Regions from separate parts of the Mus musculus genome. Here region 2 is linked to region 1. A link is a contact called in public HiChIP or PLAC-seq data. All regions are on one chromosome and are shown on one strand. The core of a region is the stretch at or near the end of the contact, and the rest is flanking DNA. Distances in the headings are between cores, read along the strand shown.

Evidence for each region. HiChIP or PLAC-seq counts read pairs in DNA pulled down with a chosen protein or histone mark.
Region 2: a contact with region 1 is called in an H3K27ac HiChIP or PLAC-seq map of T-cell acute lymphoblastic leukemia, with 4 times the contacts expected there. The contact joins two enhancer-like sites. A contact is called at or near these places in 1 of 484 Hi-C or Micro-C datasets (the AML12 cell line), 2 of 115 datasets of contacts at active chromatin or transcription factors (T-cell acute lymphoblastic leukemia and embryonic stem cells) and 3 of 9 other capture datasets (adipose tissue, embryonic stem cells and liver).

Annotation. Positions count from the first base shown.
Region 1 is chr12:111,064,877-111,070,358 of GRCm38.p6, reverse strand. The region is part of intron 2 of Rcor1 (REST corepressor 1); the gene reads right to left. It also overlaps the pseudogene Gm46379. Among named protein-coding and RNA genes, the nearest start is that of Rcor1, 28 kb to the right of the region's middle. Within about 2 kb of position 2,483, at least 4 of the 459 cell types and tissues checked have an H3K27ac peak or open chromatin away from gene starts, as enhancers often do. A contact at or near this core is called in T-cell acute lymphoblastic leukemia, where this site is marked.
Region 2 is chr12:111,235,000-111,240,987 of GRCm38.p6, reverse strand. It overlaps Traf3 (TNF receptor-associated factor 3), which reads right to left. Exons shown (of 12, transcript NM_011632.3): 3 at 3,168-3,426; 4 at 1,908-1,959. The coding sequence starts at 3,409. Among named protein-coding and RNA genes, the nearest start is that of Amn, 33 kb to the left of the region's middle. Within about 2 kb of position 1,972, at least 58 of the 459 cell types and tissues checked have an H3K27ac peak or open chromatin away from gene starts, as enhancers often do. A contact at or near this core is called in T-cell acute lymphoblastic leukemia, where this site is marked.

The DNA of each region.
Region 1 (5,482 bases), core at 1,234-3,733:
GGTAAAGGTGTTGTTTTCTGAGTTCCACACTTAAGCCCATGATGGAAGGAGAGAACAGACTACCAAATGTTGTCCCCTGACATGCGCATGCATGCTGTAACACATGTGCAACCCCACTTACATACACACGTACACACAAGAGAATAAATAAAAGTATTATAGATTGGCTCCAAGTTGAGGTTAGTCTTAAATTAAGATTAAAACACTGGGTCATGGGGTTGGAGAGATGGCTCAGTGGTTAAGAGCACTGGCTATTCTTCCAGTGGTCCAGAGTTCAATGTCCAGCAACCACATGGTGGCTCACAACCATCTGTGATGGGATCCAATGATGTCCTCTTCTGGTGTGTCTGAAGACATCTACAATGTACACACCTGCATAAAATAAATAAATAATTTTTTAAAAACCCACTTGGGTCATAATAAACCTAACAAGATGGGGGTGGGGCAACGTGTATGGGGTGTGTGTATATATGAGACATACAGACAGACAGACAGACAGACAGGCTCACGGGGGGAGGGGGGGGAGAACAAAGATAAAGGCACTTGCCATCTAGACTGACAACCTGAGATCAACACCAGGGCTAACCTGGTAGAAGGAGAGAACGGACTCTGAAGCTTGTCCTTTGATCACACACATGTGCACACCACCAACACACTCACACTCTGATCTCACACATGTGCACACAACCAACACATCCACACTCTGATCACACACATGTGCACACCACCAACACACTCACACTCTGATCTCACACATGTGCACACCACCAACACACTCACACTCTGATCTCACACATGTGCACACCACCAACACACTCACACTCTGATCTCACACATGTGCACACCACCAACACACACTCTGATCTCACACATGTGCACACCACCAACACACTCACTCTGATCTCACACATGTGCACACCACCAACACACTCACACTCTGATCTCACACATGTGCACACCACCAACACACTCACACTCTGATCTCACACATGTGCACACCACCAACACATCCACACTCTGATCACACACATGTCCACACCAACACACCCACACTAAATAGGGGAGGGGGGCAAGAGACCTTAAATATGAGAACAGAAGTCACCTAAAAGCTTCCAACGGTGGACACACATGCAACATCCTCTCTCTCTGCCATGTGTCTAACATATACCACTCAACATAGTATATCAGAAACCATCTTCACAAATGTCCACTGTCCTGGGGTTTATAAAACGAAGGAGAAAACCACATCAGAGTGACAGCAAACTAGAGAAACTGAGGCATGAGCACTGTGCTTGAGATGATAAGCTTGAGCTACATATAAGTTCTCTCTCTCTCTCTCTCTCTCTCTCTCACACACACACACACACACACACACACACACAGAGCTTGGATTGCAGGCAGGAGAATTATAAGTTCAAGGTCATTCGGAAGACATTATCTCAAACAAAAAAACAAACAAACAAAACCAAAGAAGAGGGGTCAGAATAAGGTTGGCAGGCTTTCTGTCTAGCGTTCTAAAGGCCTTGAGTTAACTCCTACTTATTCTGGCCAATTCAACATAAAGATATTTTTTTTCTTCATGAGATGGCTTCTCTGTGTAGCCCTGGCTGTCCTGTAATTCACTCTGTAGGTCATCAGGCTGGCCTCAAACTCAGAAATCCACCTGACTCTGTTTCCTGAAGCTGTGCTTGGTGGTGGTACAGAGCTGTAATCCTAATCTGAGTCTAAGGCAGTAAAATCCTAAATTTAAAGTTTCCTTGGGCTACAGAATGAATAAGGCCAGCCTAAAAAACAGTGACACCTACTCTCAAATAGGGACCAACAGTTGTTTGTTTGTTTGTTGTTCGAGACAGGGTTTCTTTGTGTGGTCCTGGCTGTCCTGGAACTCACTCGTAGACCAGGCTGGCCTCGAACTCAGATCTGCTTGACTCTGCTAGGATCAAAGGCGTGTGTCACCACTGCCCAACAGGTATCTGGATTCTACTATAAGTTAATGCTCCTTGCCAAACCCAGCAATTATTTCTGAGCCAGGTATTATTTCTGGGCAAAGAATCATCTTCTATTCTATCAGCTTCTAACAACATGCTCAAACTGATTTTTTAAAAGTTTCAGTTCTGGTGGGGCGATTGGTGGTCTCTGTCGTCGTCATCATCGTCATCGTTGATTTCTAGTTCCCTGAAGCAGCCGTTTAACCCCAACCCTGGACCCTTCAGAGTTTAAGCCCACCCCATTCCAGGTACCCTGGACCTTAGGGTTCAGGAGAGTGAGTCAGACAGAATTCAGCCGACTTTACCATGGGGGTTACCGATCACCGCAACGGCCATTCCCCGTGATTGATGAGAGTGATGATGCCAGCGAGGAGACCTTGAGCTCTGACGTTCAGAAACTGAAGGAGAAGCAGGATGTGCTGGACAAGGAGATCTCTCAGTTAATAGCAGAGGGCTACCGTGTGATTGAGCTAGAGCAGCAATCTCCTTCCTCCATGAGTACAATGACATCAAGGATGTCTCACAGATGCTGCTGGGGAAGCTGGCTGTGACTCGAGGCGTTACCACCAAGGAGTTATATGCAGATTTTGATCTAAACCTGAATGACTGAGCAGCTTCCTAGAGATTTTCATCTACAGCCCACAGGGACAGGAGGATAGGAGCATAAAAGGCAGAGAGTTGAGACAGCATATTCATGTGGTTTTCAGATTTAAAAAAATGCTAGAAGCCCCCCAAAGTTTGGGAAGGGTCCTAGAGAAGAGAGGTATTGGGAGGGGTGGGTATTGTCAATGTTAAGGTTCCTAAATGTACTTGTGAGTGGCTGTGTGTGGTTGTCCCCTTTGTTAATAATCATATGGGCTATGCTGGGTGGTGGTGGTGCATGCCTTCAGTCCCAGCACTCAGAAGGGAGAGACAACCAGATGTCTGAGTTGGAGGCCATTCTGATCTACAGAGTTCTAAGACAGACAGCCAGGGCTGCATCAATAAACCCTGTTTTGAAAAAAAACAACAAAGGCAGGTGGATTTCTCAGTTCGAGGCCAGCCTGGTCTACAAAGTGAGTTCTGGGACAGCCAGGGCTATACAGAAAAACCCTGTCTCAAAAAAAAAAAACAAAAAACAAAAAACAAAAAAACAAAAAACAGCAAAAGCAAAAGCAAAAGCAAAAAACAACAGGATAGGCTGGTGAGATGGCTCAACAGGTAAGAGCACTGGCTGTTCTTTTGAAGGTCCTGAGTTCAAATCCCAGCAACCACATGGTGGCTCACAACCACCCATAATGTGATCTGACTCCTACAGTGTACTTACATATAATAATAAATCTGTGGACTGGAGTGAGCGGGGCTGAGCAAGTGGGGCCGGAGTGAGCAGAGGTCCTGAGTTCAATTCCCAGCAATCATATGAAGGCTCACAACCATCTGTACAGCTACAGTGTACTCACATACATAAAATAAATAAGTAAATCTTTAAAAAGAAAACAAAAACAAAAAACAAAAATTTCAATTCTATCTGCCTCTATGTGTTATAGAGAAAGAGGATTTGGCTTTTTTAACCTCAACCCCTCTCTGATCAGCCCACAGTTCCCAGTGCATTTAACCCTGTGAATACTATGTAACTGAGTCATACCACATACCATGGTGTCATGTCTATTCTTACAAAATGTTTTACCTGTAATTACAATTACTTTTTGTTGGTTTTTTTTTTTTTTTTTTTGCTTGCTCAGTTTTTTGTTTTCTTATCCCCAAATTCACATCAACACCTGGATTTACTCACTCACCCATGGGGAGTGGCTGGTAGCTGTCTGCATAACTAGTGCACTCTCATTAGCCTAGGAATTCTCTTTCCTTTCATCCTGCTCCTGAATCCCATATCCAAAGCAAGTTTTGAGTAACCAAGTAAGTAAGTCTATTAGGGATAAATAGCCAGGCTTGGTGGCTCCTGCCTGTAGTCATGCCATCAGAGAGCTGGAGAGAAGAGAGAGGATCAAGAGTTCAAGGCCAAAGATACTTGCTGAGTTTGAAGACAGCCTTTGTTACAGGAGATTAAAACAAAACAAACAAACAAAACTACAACAAAAACCAACTCAACAAAACTGACTAGTGAGAACTACAGAAGTGGGCAAGAGATGGCTCAGTGGCTAGGAGAACACACTGCTCATCTTGAGGCTCCGAGTTCAATTCCCAGCACCCACCCAGCTGGCTTACAGCTCCCAGGGATCTGACCCCTGACCTCTGCAGGCACTGCACTCAATGCACACAGATAGATCTTTTTATTTTTAATGTAAAGAGAGAAGCAGAGGCAGGTGCTACAAATAAACAGAGAAGGCAGTTCATAAACACTAAGGCTCTGAATCAAGACAGCAGCATGGTGGGGACTCCCAGCTTCTAAGTGTGTGAGATGACTGGACGTGTGCACATACTCCTTACAGGCTCTGCCCTAAGAGAGAGATAGACCATCAACACCCTGACAGCATATGTTCCTATCTGATGCTCAGATCTTGATTTCTTTTTTTTTCTTTTTTCTTTTTTTTTTTTTTAGTTTTTCGAGACAGGGTTTCTCTTTGTAGCCCTGGCTGCCCTGGAACTCACTCTGTAGACCAGGCTGGCCTCGAACTCAGATATCCACCTGCCTCTGCCTCCCGAGTGCTGGGTTTAAAGGCATGCGCCACCACACTCAGCAGATCTTGGTTTCTCTAGTAACTCATCTCCACTATAAAAGAAACGACTGCTCCTTACAGAAATAACTGATATCAGGAATGCATAGGAAAACATAAGATAAATACACTAACAAGCAATGACGCATGCAAAACCTGAAGTTCAGCATAACTTCTGAAAAGGACGTTATCTTCAAGGGTCACATTTGGAGTAATGTGGGCACCAAATAAAAACCAGTAGTTACTGGAGCAGCAGAGATGGCTCAGTGGGTAAGAGCACTTGATCTTGCAGAGGACCTAGGTTCAGTTCCCAGTAACCACAATCCACGCTATGTATGCTTTCTGAAATCAAGTCATCTCTCCATCAATAGTATTATTACCCACTCAAAAATTATAATTCAACAGATTTAACCAAATAAAGAAACAGGTATCTTAACATCCACAGGCCTCCGGACTAGTCACTCACATCTAAGACGGGAGAACTGGGAAAGACCACTTTGAGATCCTATGTACACACTGGGTCATGGCAACTGTCACATTAAATCTACACACACCACAACTTAATATCTAAGGGGATAGGCTTTCAGAAAATTATTTCAATTATTCCCCTTCCATTTCAAACATTTAATCAATTACTGCAAGTAAGACTAGAGCCTAAACAAGACTAGCTATTTTACCACAGAAGAGTTCATAATCTTGGAGTTGTAATTTTAAACTACCCTGCTTACCTCCCCTACTAAAGGCAAATACCAAACACTTTGCCTCTTCTACCACCCATCCACCCATCCATCCATCCACCCACCCATCCATCCATCCATCCATCCATCCATCCATCCATCCATC
Region 2 (5,988 bases), core at 723-3,222, 170 kb before region 1:
ATAATAAAAAAATAAATAAATAAGAAAAGGCTGTGACCTACTTCTTGTGACAAGTGACTGAGGTCTTCGGCAGCAGTTTGATAAGACAAAGCTTGAGGGCTGGCTGACTCCCCGCTCCTACCCAGAACAAGTTCCATCAGAGGTCATTCTTCCTAGCGCCCAGGGGTCAGGGCCTGTGGCCAGCAGCCTCACCTGGGCTGCCCTGACCAGCAAGTCCAGCACTTGAAAATACTTTTGACAGGAAACCCCAGAGCAAGATTCTTAGTGTGGAATTTAATAGCTTACACTTAAAAATTGTTAGGTTCATTAATCAAAATATTGGAATCACACGCATTTTTATTGATATTTAAGTCCTTGAGAATGAGCTGTTTCAAGCTACAAATGTACCTGGAAGGGCTTAGCAGTCTGTGAGTGGCCGTGTGCCAGAGAAAAGGGGAGGGATCAGGTTCTTCTGGAAAAAGGTAGGGTCCCCTCAGTGGTCCCCACTCTAAGTTTGCCAATGCTGACAGCCATGTGGGCACACAGCAGCTGATCTCATTCATTGCTTACACACTTCAAGACACTGGTAAGGGGGAGCAAGAACACATTTAAACAGCCTCCCACTGGCATGTCTGAGGTAAAAGCTAGTGTCTCCAAGTTGAGTATAAGCTGTATGAGACAGAAAACTACAAGATGGCAGCGATTCTGCCACAACAGGCACCTCAGCACTTCTCACAGCTCCGGACAGACTCCGAATAGGACTTCCCACGGCATGAACAGGTCAGACTGAGACTGTTAAGGCTAGAGGACAGTAGAGGCCAGTGCGCCTTGCAGGAGGCACAGCTGAAGCTGTGTTTGGCTCCTCCTCCACACCCAGTCTGCCCGGGTGCTCACACAGCACGTGCTGGGCCGTGGAGCCTGCTGCACCACTGACAAAACTGCAAGTCAGTGTTCTGGAACATGCTGCAATCCTAGGAGCTGAGGCGGAGGGCTGCCGTGAGCTTCAGGCCAGCCTGGGCAACATAGGAAACTCTAATCTCAAAAATCAAAACAAAGGGGGGAAAACCAAGGGACTTGCTACGTGTGGAGGCAGAGATCTCTGGGATTTCAAGGCCAGCCAGAGCTGCACAGTAAAACTCTATCTCAAGCAAACCAACCAACCCCGAGGGACTGGAGATGTATGTCAGTTAGTGGTGTGCTTACCTAGCACACCGAAGCCCTGAGAAAGACCCTCAGCACTGCGGAAACTAGATGTGGGAGCGCACACCTGCGATCCTGGGCCTTGGGAGACGGAGAAGGAAGGACCTCCGTTACTAAGTGAGTTCAAGGCTAGCCTGACCTAGACTCCCACCCTCACCTCCCCACGGAAGTAATAACTGTTTTTGAGAAAAGGTCTCAATTATATAGCCCTGGCCGTCCTGGATCTTGCTATGAGGACCAGGCTGGCCTCCAATTCCCAGAGATCCACCTGCCTCTGCCTCCTGAGTACTGGGATTAAAGGTGTACAACACCATACCCAGCTTAATTTTTAAAAGTAAAACAAAACTGAACTTCAATGCATTGTACAAAAGCTATGGGAAACCAAGGTGGCCCGGAGGGTAAAGCACTTTCCGTGCAAACCTGGCAACCTGCATTTGATCCCTAGACCCCACTTAAGGGAAGAAGGACAGAACTCCTCAAGGTTGTACTCTGATATCCATGTGAACACTACGCACGCATGCACCTCCTCCCAATGATAAATCAAGTAGAAAAATAAACTGATTTACACAGCATCAAACGTAAGCTATGTGAAATGTGTCAGCCATCTAAAAAGCCCAGAAGGGTGGTGCCCCTGCACTCAGAGGCTGGGCAAGAAGGTCCATTATGTTTGGGGATCCCTGAACTATAGAGCAAGCCTCTGTCTGAAGGAAGGAAATGGGTAAGCATACCTTGTCTTTGATGATGCTTTCTTGGCACGCTGTGCATTTTGGACTGGAGGAGCTGAAGGAAGCAGAGTAAGTATGTCAGAGCAGGAGTCAGCCCCTCCCCCAGGCTCACAGCACAGAATGCTTTCCTTTGTAGTCAGGCCTGCTCGAGCTTGCAGCAACAGGCAGGGCTCCAGGGCTGTTGAAAACTGAGTTTAAATAGTAATCCACAGGAGAAAAAGCACTGAACTTTAAAACATGCGACTACATTCAGTAGCTCAGTCCCATTGGGAAGACTTAATGACTATGAGTTAATGACCACGAGAGTGACATTTGGTGCCACAGTGGTTCTCGGAGGGGAGCCTCTGGAAGGTGCACCCACAAATACTGAAGTCCTTCTGATGCTCTGGTCTTGGGCTATCTACAAACTCACCTGCACAGGGGAGCTGCATCTATCCTCCAGGAAACCCCACTACAGGCCTCTCCTGAGCCCAGGTGGTTTCCAGGTCCTCTTCCATGCAAATTGGGTGCTGAACCTATTGTGTCATCAGCAATTTCAACCTGGGTCCTTTCACTCTCAGCAAAACCAAGTGGCCTGTGTGGGACACGTGAATGGATGTGCTGAGGGTGTGGGACGCACAGGAGCCTGGCTACTGGGCTCGGCCTCGGTCTCAGGCACCCAGGTGTGAGTGACCAGATGAGAAAAACTCTGTGGCCTTCTGAAGCTAATGTGTCCTGAGGGCACTGACGGCACAGTGTGTCTTGCAGTGGTCTGAGTGTCAAGCACAGTGCCTGGCAAATATAAAAAGCTGCACGATGATGCTCTTCCCAGCTGACTCAACTCTGTCCTCCAAATCCCAACTTGCCCTTGTGACTTTACCATAGCAATTACTAGACTCATGAGCTTCTAGAGTCTTGGTACCCCAGATCTCTGTGGATCCCCCAGGCAAGCATGCAGCCTTGCCACATGCTCTGTTCTGCATGTGACCCTGACCTTCCTCTCTCCTGGCCCAGGGCACTCTTCAATTTTAAGGACTTAGGATCATTTGACATGACCACCATAAAACATAAGCTTCTTGCACAGAGTACAGCAAGGCAGATGGGAGGCACAGAAGCTTTGTGGGCGGAGAGGCCTGGGCAAGTGGGATGTGAGGCAGGCAGGGCAAGGTATGGAGGTCTCAGGCACTCAAGCATGAGATGTGCCTGAGTTGCTCTAAAGGCCCCCCACGCTGGAGGTCTTGGAAGAAGCAGGTGAGTGGGGGTTGAGCCCTGGAGGGCACCCACCTCAGCAGGGCGGCCATGCAGCTCTCGCAGAACCGGTGGCCACACTCCGTCTGCTTCGGGTTGCACAGCACCAGGCGGCACTTCTCGCACTTGTACTTGTCTTCCACCGTCTTCACAAACTTCTCCTTGTAGCCTCCTTGCTCCGGCACGAGCACGGACCCTGCGCCGCGATCAGGCTGCAGCTTTAGGGGTGGGTTAGGCTGCAGTGTGCCAGCAGCATCCATCTTTTTGCTTGACTCCATCTTAGGAAACTGAAATTCTGCCCGGAAAAAGGTAATGAGAACTGTCAGTCAACCCCTGAACCCTTGAAAAGGCCCAACATACATGGCTGAGAGAAGCACCCGTGCCGAGGTCTGTACTTTTGGTGTTTAAATGGGGCACCAGGACCCTTCCCAGCCTTAGTCTGCCATGGAATAAGAAACATGACCAAGTGACCACCTTCTTTTTACTTTAACCAGATCCTACCGTTAACACTGCCATTCAGAATATTCCTGAAAAATGTACTTAGTAAATTGTGTTACAAGATTCTTTAAAATACACAGAATATTTTTCTTTCATTTTTTAAAATTTATTTATATGAGTACACTGTAGCTATCTTCAGATACACCAGAAGAGGGTATCAGATCCTATTACAGATGATTGTGAACTACCATGTGGTTGCTGGGAACTGAACTCAGGACCTTTGGAAGAGCAGGCAGTGCTCTTAACCACTGAGCCATCTCTCCAGCCCCAGAGTATTTTTCTGTGCCAGAACTTCATTGTAACAATTTGGCCAAAGCAGTATCTATTGTTTTTAAGATTTATTTTGTTTTTAATTGTGTGTGTGTGATCTACATGTGGAGACACACATTAATGCAGACACCCTTGGAAGCAAAAGGCAACATATCCTCTAGAGCTGGTGTCAAACTTGGGTCCTCTGCAAGAACTGTAGGCTCTTAACCACTGAGCCATCTCTTCAGCCCTAGCAGCAGGCATGTTTGGTCAGCTTTATCTTCTGTTTAGCTCACTGACCATACTCCCAGCATACTGTTATAGACCGACCATCTCTTGTCCTAGCAGTAGCACTTACAGCAGATGAGGTATAACCAGACCAGCAGTCATGTCTGCGTGTGCCCACAAGATGAAAGGCAATTGTTTTTGCCCTCAGTTTACCAAGCCTGGAGTGCTCTGAGTCAGCCCACATACAACAGAGCCATGGTATTGCCACATGGAGCCCGTGGGGAACACAGGCTTCGTAGGGCTGAGGGACAGGCAGGTATAAAGGTCAGGCCCGTCAGAGGGACACGGGACTGGATGGGTCTCCTGGGCAGGTTCACGTCTCACACCTGCTACCAGTTTCTCTGCCTTCCACCTGCAAGTCCCATAATGAGCAATGAGAGCACTCCCCAGACGAGACGTAAGGATCCCAGACCAGGCAGTTCCATCAGCTGAGTCTTGAGGGCAAGTAAGCAAAAATAAGCAACAACATAAAGCAGCTGACTAGGTTCCTAAGGAAAAACTGACTTTAAGGAAAATTATAGCTAGCATCAATAAATACCCATTAACCCTAAATAATTGCTGACAGCACAGATGGCGTGAGCTCAGATGGCGGCAGAAAGGCTGGTTTCTCTTTCCTTACTTTCTGGATATCCTACCATCAGTGTTAAGTTTTTAAAAAAGAAGATGTATGTATGTATGTATGTATGTATATATGAGTACACTCCAGACACACCACAAGAGGGCATCAGATCCCATTACAGATGGTTGTGAGCCACCATGTGGTTGCTGGGAATTGAACTCATGACCTCTGGAAGAGCAGTCAGTGCTCTTAACCGCTGAGCCTTCTCTCCAGCCCCCAGTGTTAAGTTTTAAAGCAAGGAATTTTGAATGATAGACAGTTGCGATCTCAGAAACATTTTTGCCGGATTGGCCACACTCCTCCCCTGTGAGAGACCTCTCTGGGTGGCTCTAGCACACGGGCACTGATATACTTTGTCTCAGCTCAGCTTGCACAGCCCCACCCATCCAGTTTCCGGTGCACCTCAGCAGGTCCGAGAAAGACACCTGTGGTGGCCTTAAAGATACAGAGTTTACTTTCCTGCCTTGACACTCCCAATCCTTTTCCTCCCCCATGCCATGGATCTGCTAACTAGAAAGGCTCTGTCAAAAGTTACCAGCTCTCTTCAAAAATACATTGTAGCCTTGCCCAATTTATTTTTCCTACTTAAAAAACTGTCTGGATGGCCTAGTCAGTCATCAATGGGAGGAGAGGCCCTTGGTCCTGTGCAGGCTCTATGCCCCAGTAGAGAAGACTACCAGGGTCAGGAAGCAGGATTGGGTGGGTTGGTGAGCAGGGGGAGAGGAGGAAGGGATAGGGGGCTTTTATGTAAATAAAATATCTAATAAAAAATGTCTGGGTTTGACTGGACAGGAATATAGTTCAGTTGGTAGAAAGTTGGCCTGGACTTGGTCCCTAGTATCAAATAAAATGGGTCATGGTGACACCTGTTCAAGGTCAGCCTCATAGACATAGTGAGTTTGGGACCCATGGAAAAAAAATCTCAAAAACAAACAAAAAACCATAAAAATAAAACCCTCCGAACCCAAATAGGCCAGATCCTGTCAGCTCACAGTATCTGGGGCACCCACCTCCAGGGTCCCCCATACTTCTCTCGCCAGTATAGGCCTCAGAGCTATGAAGTAGGGCCAAGCACCCCACAGAGCAGAGGCAGAGCAGACACAAGGACTCGGGACGGCTCGGGCAGAGCCGAGTGTTCCTCTTCCCGGAGCCTTGCTCACGTACTGCTTTCTGCTGTTCTTTCTGAGGTACAAGGAGCAAATG